Regions from separate parts of the Mus musculus genome. Here region 1 is linked to region 2. A link is a contact called in public Hi-C data. All regions are on one chromosome and are shown on one strand. Each heading gives the region's core, a stretch centred on a gene start, on an enhancer-like site or on the middle of the called end of the contact. The rest is flanking DNA. Distances are from core to core; before and after follow the strand shown. Region 1 has its middle 34 kb from the start of Gm24208. Region 2 overlaps Cyria (CYFIP related Rac1 interactor A).

The links. Hi-C and Micro-C count contacts between places; a contact is called where the count stands out from the background.
Region 1: a contact with region 2 is called in a Hi-C map of cortical neurons, with 3 times the contacts expected there. The contact joins two enhancer-like sites. A contact is called at or near these places in 3 of 15 datasets of contacts at CTCF or cohesin (the NIH/3T3 cell line, large pre-B cells and pro-B cells), 4 of 484 Hi-C or Micro-C datasets (the HPC-7 cell line, cortical neurons and peritoneal macrophages), 4 of 115 datasets of contacts at active chromatin or transcription factors (T-cell acute lymphoblastic leukemia, cardiomyocytes, embryonic basal ganglia and 1 more) and 1 of 9 other capture datasets (embryonic stem cells).

What each region holds. Positions count from the first base shown.
Region 1 is chr12:13,212,532-13,217,559 of GRCm38.p6, forward strand. No RefSeq gene overlaps it. Among named protein-coding and RNA genes, the nearest start is that of Gm24208, 34 kb to the left of the region's middle. Within about 2 kb of position 2,555, at least 27 of the 459 cell types and tissues checked have an H3K27ac peak or open chromatin away from gene starts, as enhancers often do. A contact at or near this core is called in cortical neurons, where this site is marked.
Region 2 is chr12:12,352,979-12,357,822 of GRCm38.p6, forward strand. All of the region lies in intron 3 of Cyria (CYFIP related Rac1 interactor A), which reads left to right. 4921511I17Rik (RIKEN cDNA 4921511I17 gene) reads right to left here. Exons shown (of 5, transcript NR_045829.1): 4 at 1,021-1,149. Among named protein-coding and RNA genes, the nearest start is that of 4921511I17Rik, 37 kb to the right of the region's middle. Within about 2 kb of position 3,248, at least 37 of the 459 cell types and tissues checked have an H3K27ac peak or open chromatin away from gene starts, as enhancers often do. A contact at or near this core is called in cortical neurons, where this site is marked.

The DNA of each region.
Region 1 (5,028 bases), core at 1,305-3,804, 860 kb after region 2:
GCTGTGATTTTGTTTTTTTGTTTTTTGTTTGTTTGTTTGTTTGTTTGTTTGTTTTACTGAAAGTGGTCTATTCTTCCATTCTGTTGGGGTTATTACACTATGGGATATTGTTTCCTGCTCGGAGTGAAAAGTCTCGGTGTTTTTCTGTTGAAGGCCTCCATCATCTAAGCATGATAGTCTCGTCAGTTGGAAAAGGTCACAATGTAAGAATGCCTGCACACTGTAGAGGGAGAAGAGGCATTGTAGCCCAAAAGCCTCTCACTAGACCATTGGTTCCTAGCTTTCCTAATGCTGCAACCTTTTAATCCAGTTCTGCATGTTGTGGGGACCCCCAACTATAAAATCATTTCATTGCTACTTCAGAACTGTAATGGTACTACTGTTATAAATGGTAAAATAAATATCTGATATACAACTGTTGGTGGCCCACAAGTTGAGAACCACTGCTCTAGCAGCACCTTGACCCACCTGGAATAGGTATGTGACAGTTTTAGAGAGTTTAGAGCTAATTTGCTTAGTTAGTTAGTTAGTTAGTTAGTTAGTTAGTTAGTTAGTTAGTTAGTTTTTCAAGACAGGGTTTCTCTGTGTAGCCCTGACTGTCCTGGAACTCACTTTGTAGACCAGGCTAGCCTCGAACTCAGAAATCTGCCTGCCTCTGCCTCCCGTGTGCTGGGATTAAAGGCGTGCACAACCACGACCCGCTAGCTAATTTATAATGTGTAGGGGAGACAAAGAGATGAGCTGAGGTTTTCCTGGAGGGGCACAGCAGGAAAGCCCACCTTCCAGGGCTTGACAAACTCAACATCCAAGACCCTTGCGCCTCAGGCTCCTTACCTGAAAAAGGATAGCGCTGGCTCTTACATGAGTCAGAATCCAAAATATCTGGCTTCTGGGTGGCATTCCAGAGCAGACTTTTCATTCAAGGGGCTGGGTAGGATGACTCAGGGCCCTGACACTGGGTAAGATCCTGACAGTCAAGGAGGGAAGATCTCCCAGCAGGCAACAGCATAAGAATAAAGGCAGTCCTAGCACCATTACTTTCCAGCCATGTCATCTTTAAACTAGTAACTACCCTCTTGGTGATGCTTGGGAAATATGAAGGTAACCTAGCTTCTGGGTTGTTAGGACTGAACCAGAATGGGTACTTAGAATGATGCCAAGTTCACAGTATAGACCAATAAATGATACTTACTGTTTTTTACATAGGGGTTGGTGGTATGAATGGAGAGGATTTAAGGAGGAAGGTTGGGAAATAAAAGATTTAAGCGTCTTAGTTTGGATTTAATTAATAGAGGCCTATCTCACTTTCTTGGGTGGGTTTGACACAGATGATAAACTATATAACACTGAGTGTAATTTTAACTGTGCACTCAGTGGTAGAAACCAAATGAATTCTGTCACAGATTTAAATGGCCCCAGCAGAGGATGTTCTTGAGTTGGTGACTCAGTTCTGCTTCCATCACCTAAGAAGCTATTCAGTCATAGTAGAAGGTATATAGCTGGAGAGAAGCCATTCACTGATAGCAGAAGGTATATAGCTGGAGAGAAGCTATTCAGTGATAGCAGAAGGTATATAGCTGGAGAGATGGCTCCCACTTAAGAGCATTTGTTGATCTTGCAAAGGACCTGGGTTTGGTTCCAGCACCTATGTTGGCTCAAGTCATGTATAACGCCAGTTCCAGGAGATACAATATCATCTTAAGAGCTCTACAGGTACCAGGCACATAAAATATGCAAACACATCAAAGAAAGTTTAAAAAAAAAGATAGGAAGGAAGAAAGGAAGAAAAATAGAAGTTACTTGCTGAGAAGGGAGATTCTGAAAGACCATCCACGTTTTGAGTGTTCACATAAGTCCCCATGAGCTGCCATATGAAGTGACTAGGCTCATTGTCCAAGCTGTGCAAGCCCACACATCCTGCCCTTGTCCTCACCCATACCCACCCACAGGCAGGCAAGTCCACCAGGGCCATTCCACAAATTTCTAGCATGCTCTCCAGGGGCAATGGTGTAATTCCTGGGATCAGCTGCATAGGAGGCAAGAAAGCCGGTGGGTGTCAGCAATTAGTTAATGTGATACCCACCTCACTTCGTTCAGAGCTGGCCTTTCAGAGACAGGCAAAATCAAAGGAAATGACTGAGAAAAAGCACTCCAAGTTCTGGAGATGTTAATGAGCACAGCAATTAGCGTAAGCACGATCCTGACATGTATGGAAAATCTTTATACGGAGAAGTCTCCAATGGTGGGCCCAAGAGAAGGCGTGGGGTGGGGGGTAGTCCACCATACTGTGACAGGAGGAACCACCCAGGCACTAGCCATGTGGGGCCAATTCGCTAAGGAAAAAAAAAATTCCAATTCACACTTCTTGGCCTTCAAGATCTAGGTAAAAAAAAAAGCCACAGACTCTGACAAATGTAATGGGGAAATAATTCCTTGGAATCTGTGAATTTGCTTAGATGGAAAAGAGGCAAGTCAGGTAATCCTTAAGTGACCCCAAGTGGTAAAAATACACCAACACATGTGTTCAGGCCTTTGTGGGTATTCACAGCGCGACACTAGCACCACCTAGTGTACAGAACTGGGAAGTGAGCCACAAACCCACACACCCTGACTCTGGTTGTCTCCATTAGCACATAGGTTTTATTCTGCAGTGTTTTCTTGGTGCTGGGTTGTGAGCCAGTGGGAAAACGAGTAACAATTTATGGATGGACACACATTACAAGATTTGTTATTACAGTCTACAGTACTAATACCAATATTTTAAGTAAACAGTATGTAATGATACGGATATGATCCAATTTCTCCAAATTGCCTGGCTTTTAATGCCAAACAAAATATCTCAAACTGTAGTCTGAGACTGTAAGCCGGTCCTCGCTCAAGCATGTCTCAGGGTTCTTTAGCAAGCGCTTGTAAGTCTGACTGTGGCTAAGCATGCCATCTCATGAACTTTAAATGGCTTCTACAGGGCTTTCTTGCTAGCCCCCTTTACAACAATTTCCTCACAGTAAAAGATCAGAATCAGTTCCCACCAGTCCAGTACCACTTTGTCTAAACACAGAATTTCCCTTTATGTCCAGTCAGACTTTAAGCAGCTAACATCTGCGAGCAGCCAGGGAATCACAATATGTGGGGAAGGAAAAGCCAAACTCATGATGGCCATCACTACTTCAACACTCAAGTAATAGTCTCTCCTCCTCTAATCAGTTTCTATCCGAGATTCTCTACAAAACCCTGAATGCACACTCATGCACATGTGCATGCATGCATGCATAGGGATGGATCAGGCTCCACTTAAAACAGCTTGCTAGCATCACCTGGGACACCCAAGGCCTACTCCATCCAGAGCAGTCACGGCAGAGTTCCTGGAGGCAAGGTCTAGACAGACCCTGCACTTCATTTAAGGAATCTGGCTCTCATGTCCTTTGGGCCATCTTTAGGGTAAAAATTTGCCATGAGAAAAGCTCTGAGAGCTACTTCTGTGTTTCTCTCAGTGGTCCTGGGTTCTGTCCTTGAACTAACAGACTCTGATGTGAGTAGGTTAAAGAGAAGTCTGTAACTCTTATTGGGTCCTGCAGACCTCCTAGATTGCAAAATCTTTCAGATTTCTCTCAATAGTTTAACTAGAAGTGGAATATCAGAAACAAAGAAACTAAGGCTTTAAAGAATTTTAAATGAATCTAAAACAACTGAACAGAAATTGACAGCAAAATACTCAATCTTTTCCTCCCTTAAAGGAACCAACCCCCTACAGTGCCCTCTCTCCCTATAAATCCCATCCCTCCTCCCCACCCCACCCCCCAGGAACCCCCTTTAGTTCCCTCATCTCTTCCTCCCTTGAAAGACATCCTTCACAATAGCAAACTAGTATCCCTCCCTTTCCTTCCTGGACCATTGCATTTTTGTTCCAATAGTCCCTCCTCCACTCCCACGAAACCAGATCACTTCGGGACTGCTACTAGTCCTTTGGAAAATGACATTATCTAGTCAAACGATAAGATTGCTGTAAGGAAATCTACCCTGGGTTTCCTTGTGCATTTACTCTTTTTTTTAATTTATTTAATGTATCTTATCAAATGACAATGAAGCACATAATTTCTCTAAGTCAAAACAAGGCAAGGAATGTGACGAAATGGTTCTACCCATTTCCAATTGGCCAGGAACCAATTCTTTTCTTTCTTTTTAAATCTGGGGCAGACTGAGTCATTGCCACATAGTTCTACCTTGAAAAGGGAAAAAAAGAAAAAAGAAAAAAAGACCGACTTCAAGCTTAGATCTTAGTTTATATTTAGCTTATAACCCATAATATAGTGGCCGGGTGGGGGTAGGAAGGGTGGGGGTGGTGGCAGTCACAGGGAAGGAGCAGGGTACAGAGTCAAGTGGGAAGTGCCTCCTATCTGCTTCTCACTAGCACTGATCTATACTCTATAAACACACAGCAAGGTTTAAGTACAACAAGTTCTATTTTAATTCATAAAATATATTCCACAAGGCTCTTCCTGGGTTGTTAGTGTGACTGTCAATCAGCACAACCCCTTCAGAAAGTAATCTGGCACTGGCGGTCTGGTCCTGGAAAATATCCAGTGTTCAGTCTTGAATTCAGTGTTCAAGACAACATTCTGAGAAGGTACGCACTGCAGCACTGTACAAGGACAATGGAAATAATGTAAATAACAAGAAATACGGTACGAGTGCCCCTCATCTACTGAACTTTCGCAGAACGCCTGATAGGCTGCTGAATAATGCACATTCTTTTCCTTTTCATGAAGGAACCACAGCTTAGAGAAGCTGTGACCTTGCGCTCTGATATACTGAAGCATGGGCTCATGCAGATTCCACCCAGGCCACAGTGACTGAAGCTCATATGCCTCTAAGTTCCCCTCAGTGCTCATCAGCACTGCGGGAGCGTTATGACATAAATTATCAATGGATTGTTACAAGCTTATTAAGAGTGGAAATACATCCCAATTCCTCAAGCACAAAACCACTCCAGTCACTATGCAGGGGTGACCCTCAGAATCAAAGCCCGAA
Region 2 (4,844 bases), core at 1,998-4,497:
CAAATCCTTTCACAACGTTGTCCCCGAAAGCAAGGTGTGGCAGTTACAGGACTGTAAGAGTAGACCTTTGCCAGTTTTTTATTCTCCCAGGCAGAACAGATGCCCCAGTAGCACGCCAGCTGCACGGAGGCACTGAGCAATGGGAGAGTTAAGCACAAGTGTTGAAGGGGAGACTCAGTATGGACCCAGGTGAATATGAATGTCTTAGTGGCAGACATGGAACAGTGTGCAATCCGGCATGGGGATGGAGCCTTTATTCCATTGCTTCCTCTTACCCACATTCCACCACCTGGCACATCCCTCACTGAGTCACTGTTTTCCCACACATTTATTGAGTATCTCTATTAGCTATGATATCATAAGAGTACTGAAGATAAGTGTGTAAACCCTGTATCCAGATCTCAAAACTCGAAGACAAGCAGCCTTCCATCCCCAAACTGGGCTGCGTTGCGGGTGTAGCTCAGTTGGTAGAGGGCTTGCCTAACATTCCTGAAGCCCTGGGTTCCATCCCCAGAATTACCAGGGACGTGGCACAGACGTGTGACCCTAGCACTTGGGAGGCAGAAGAAGGATGATTCAAGACAATCATTATGCATATGTGTATATATATACATACATACACATACATGTGTAGTGAGTTCAAAAAAATCATCTTGAAAAGTATACACAAATCATTCTTTCAACTATCAGACAGCACATGTTCATGAGCATATATTATATACTAACCAGGCATGGTAATGTGCAATCAAATGAAATAAATATGGTCAGAGTCTTGTTTATAATGGATAAAAGTCTCATTAATTCTATCTGCTATTATTCTACCTGTGAGATAGAAGTAGTAAGAATCATGGGATTCCATGTTGATTTGGAACAATGTTAAATGTCACTTGGCGTTACACAGCACCTTCCCCATTTACATAATGAGATAGGCATGAAGCAAGACGCATGCAGCATGCAAGCATCGTCCATACGCCTTTTTAGGTGACAACATTGCCACAAATGTCAGAAGTTTGGACACACCTGAGGTTAGCGGTCTCTCAGCTGTCTTTCTGCACCGGAGAAGCTGGCCCCGCTGGTGACTTGGATCCCCTGAAAATATTCCTCATTCCAGCCCAGAAGGCATGATGGCCTGAGGAACCGAACTATTGGCTGCGGAAAGAGATGACTTCAATTCCATAACAGGGAAGGTAGAAGAAATCAGGTATCCCATGAGACTAACAAATTATGGTAGCAAATGTGCCAACACGGCTCCAAGCGCTGGTGAAAGAGAATGAGAGACTGAGTTTCTGCACTCCATCCCCTAACCAGGACTATGCAAACATTCCTAATGGGACTCCAGGAAAACTGCCAAAGGGAATTGTTTCCCAGAGAAGGCTGGGGACTGAAGATCCATGTTTACACATCCTCACGCTGCCAAGAGAGCGGCTCTGTCAGGTGGAAGGGCCTCACCCAACACCCCAAGTCACCCTCCTGTGGCGTAGAAAGGCTGTCACCCACGCCACTCCACCCCCAAGCCACTCAAGGAAATACGTTGTGGTCACAAGAATGTTCATGTCAGTTTATATAAGAAAGTGTCACTTCACCTGACATGGAGACAGGAGCTGGCTGTCGCAGGCTGCAGTACCACTTGGAGGCTACTCTGTAGGATGTTTATTTTGAAAGCACTTAAGAAATTCCTCTATTTTCTACAAAGTGGTGTGAAAGCTTTCTCCTTTTGTGTTGCGGTGATCAACAACAGGATGCTTTTTGGGTTTTATCTGTTCTCTATCAGAGCCCATTTAGTTATAACTCTATTTCATATGAGACTCTTCCTGGTGACTTGTTATGATGGACCCATGTGACGGGAGATTCCACGCGTCTTCTCTCCCCTTTTAAGTCAACCTTCTTCCACAAACAGTTGTGTAATTCTGTTGAATTATCTGAACCTCAGAATCTTGGGCACAGTCTCTATTTTGCGTTTCTCTAAATACGTCATTTGGAGGGTTTTGTTATTTGTTTGTTTGTTTGTTTGTTTGTTTGTTTTTACCTTATATATACACAGTACGTTCCTGAATTTGGATAAGTGAGTCTTTCTTGTTTTTTTTTCTTTGTTTTGTTGTTTTTCTATTGTCCATTGTTTAAATTTCATATGTATGGGTGTTTTGTCTACACGTATGTTTGTTTCTGTACTATGTATGTGCCTGGCACCCAAGGAAACCAAAGAGGGCATCAGATCAGTTGGAACTGGAGTTACAGATAATAATTAGCCACTGTGTGAGAGCTGGGAATCAAGCCTAGGTCCTCTGGAGGAACAACCAGTGCTCTAACCACTGAGCAATCTCTCCACCCCTCAGTGGCTCATTTTTATTTGGTTTGTAGGGTTTTTGGTTTGGTTTGTTTTGTTTTGTTTTGGTTTGATTTTTTTTTCCCTTGGGTTTTCCTCCCTGCCACTATTGCAATGTGGAAACTTCCAGCTACCCCCGACATGCTCTCTGCAGTGACAGGCTTCCTAGTTCATAGATGTGTAGGCTCCCTCTTTCTGAAATCCCTATTGCTTTGAGAACACCTTGGGGAAGCAATAAGGGACATATGAAGTGATTCAAATTTTCGGAAACATCAGTCCTGATATTTACCCAGTGTTTGTGAGATATACTGGGCGAGACAGGAGAAATTGGGTGTTTCCCCGTGGTATCCTGAGTCAGCTTCTGATCACGCCGGACACCTCTTCTCCTTCTGGCCCATCTGTGTTTCTTCCTACCTCCAGGACCTTGGCTGCCCTGTTCTCTCCCTGTAGATGTACCTCCTCTATCTCTCACCTGTGCCACCATTCTAGACACCTGCCTTCTCCAGTTCCTTCCCAACTGCATTCATCATTTCCTAACTTGCCTGAACCTCGTACCTCCTCATAAGTGACGTTGTTTCGTTTCGAGAAAACATTTTTCCCAGTGTCCAGAAATCCTGTGAGAGTTTATAATTTTCTGTGTTATTTTCAGGTGTTACTGCTCTTTTTCATATGTCAGCTTCACACATGCACATAATACCCACAGTGTATTATGGTCATAACACCCCCATTATCCTTCCTTATTCCTTTCCCACTGCCATTAACCCCTTTAGTTCTTTCCAAGTAGCCCCCTCTTAGTATATGGGTTTTCTTTTCTTTTTGTTGATTTCCATGGAAACCACCAGTTACTCTGTCTTTGGTAGTTGAATAGACTAGGCCGAGACTCAAGTCGCTGCGGGTGTCATCCCTCATGGGCTTGACTGCAGCTTTCCTGGGCTTATCTGGCATCTACTCCCCCCTTGCGCTCAGTCTGCTCACACACTCAGCCAGGGCTCGCTTTACCATCAGCCGCCTTATAAAGCTATTCCTGCCACCCCAGGGTCCCGCTAGTGACTACGACATCTCACATGTTTGGAGTATCTGCCTTTGTATTGTAGAAAGATTAAATAAAATGGAGGTTCGGTCAGAGGAGTGTCAGGCTTCATACAACTTTGTCCTTGTCACTCTGTCAGTGAAATCTGCTGACAACATCCTGTGTCTCAGGATTTAAATACCAGGAAACAGTTCCATGACCTGATGTCTCTCCCTCTCTCCCTGAGCAGTGACATCATTTTACAGAAACTGGCCTGATCGCAATTCTGAGGGCAGTGAAAGGCATGTTTCTTCACTGTTGGCCTCCTGCCACAGCCTCCTTGAAATGCTTCTGGGAGTTAGAACCTGCAAGAGCTCCAGAGATGCCAGAGAGTGAGAACTGGCTGCAGAGCTTAGACAGCACTGTGTGGCTATCAGAGAGCTGCCTTTGCTTATGTGAACCTAAACACATCACACACACTTCTGTGGGTAACACTGTCAAGACCAAAGATAAGCAGAACAGGCCTTTTGACAGCACTCTTTAAGTGTCTTTGCTGAGGAACTCCTGTGCACACCTCCTGTGTACTCCTGTGGACCACTGTCTTCTTTCAGACTATCCTCTCCCACTCTCATGGATTTTCTTTTCTGAGAGTATTCCCTTGAACCGATGAGTACACACTTGCCAGGTCTTGTATGGGATGTATAAATAGATTGGGATGTCTTGGTGAGTTCTGGAATGATATGCTGCTGTCATGCCGTCAAGGATTAATGACCCAAGATGAAGATGATGATGTGGTGATGGTGATGAAATTCATCTATTCGGGAGAGGGTGTGCCATGACATACATGTGGAGGTCAGAGGAGGTCAGGCGTTGGCTCTCCTCCTCCACTCTGCGCTTCCTGGCAATTAAATTCAGGTCATTAGGCTTGGCAGCAAGTGCCTTTACCTTCTGAGTCATCACACCCTTTCCAAATTATGTAAGCTTTAAGGTTGATTTGTATATAAAAATATGTAGATAAATATATAAAAATAATATATGTAACAAAAATGTATATATATATACAGAATATAAATGTGTATAAGTATAAAAATAGATAAATATATAAAATAAAATAATATGAATAAAAGGGGTTCCTTTTTAAAAAAATTTATACTCAAGTCTGCAGGTTTTCAATGATGGAAATATCCTGCACTTTTTCCTGTTAAAAAGCATACACTACACAGTGTTTTGGCTTTGCAAGGTCAGGAGGGCTATGGAGCTGTGTGGTGGGGGCAATTCACACCTTTGTCAGTACAACTGCTCTCTACACTTAAAAATGGCTAGGGTGGTACATTTTATATCGTATATTTGACAACAATGAGAGTGATAGTTTTAAGGAAGGGTAAACAATGAAAAGTTCAATAAAAAGAAGTTGCCCCCCCCCAAACATTCACTCCGCCTGTTACCCAATGTTCACATAACATGTACAGAAATGCAGTTTGTACAAGTTAATTAATAAATGGACACTTAGGA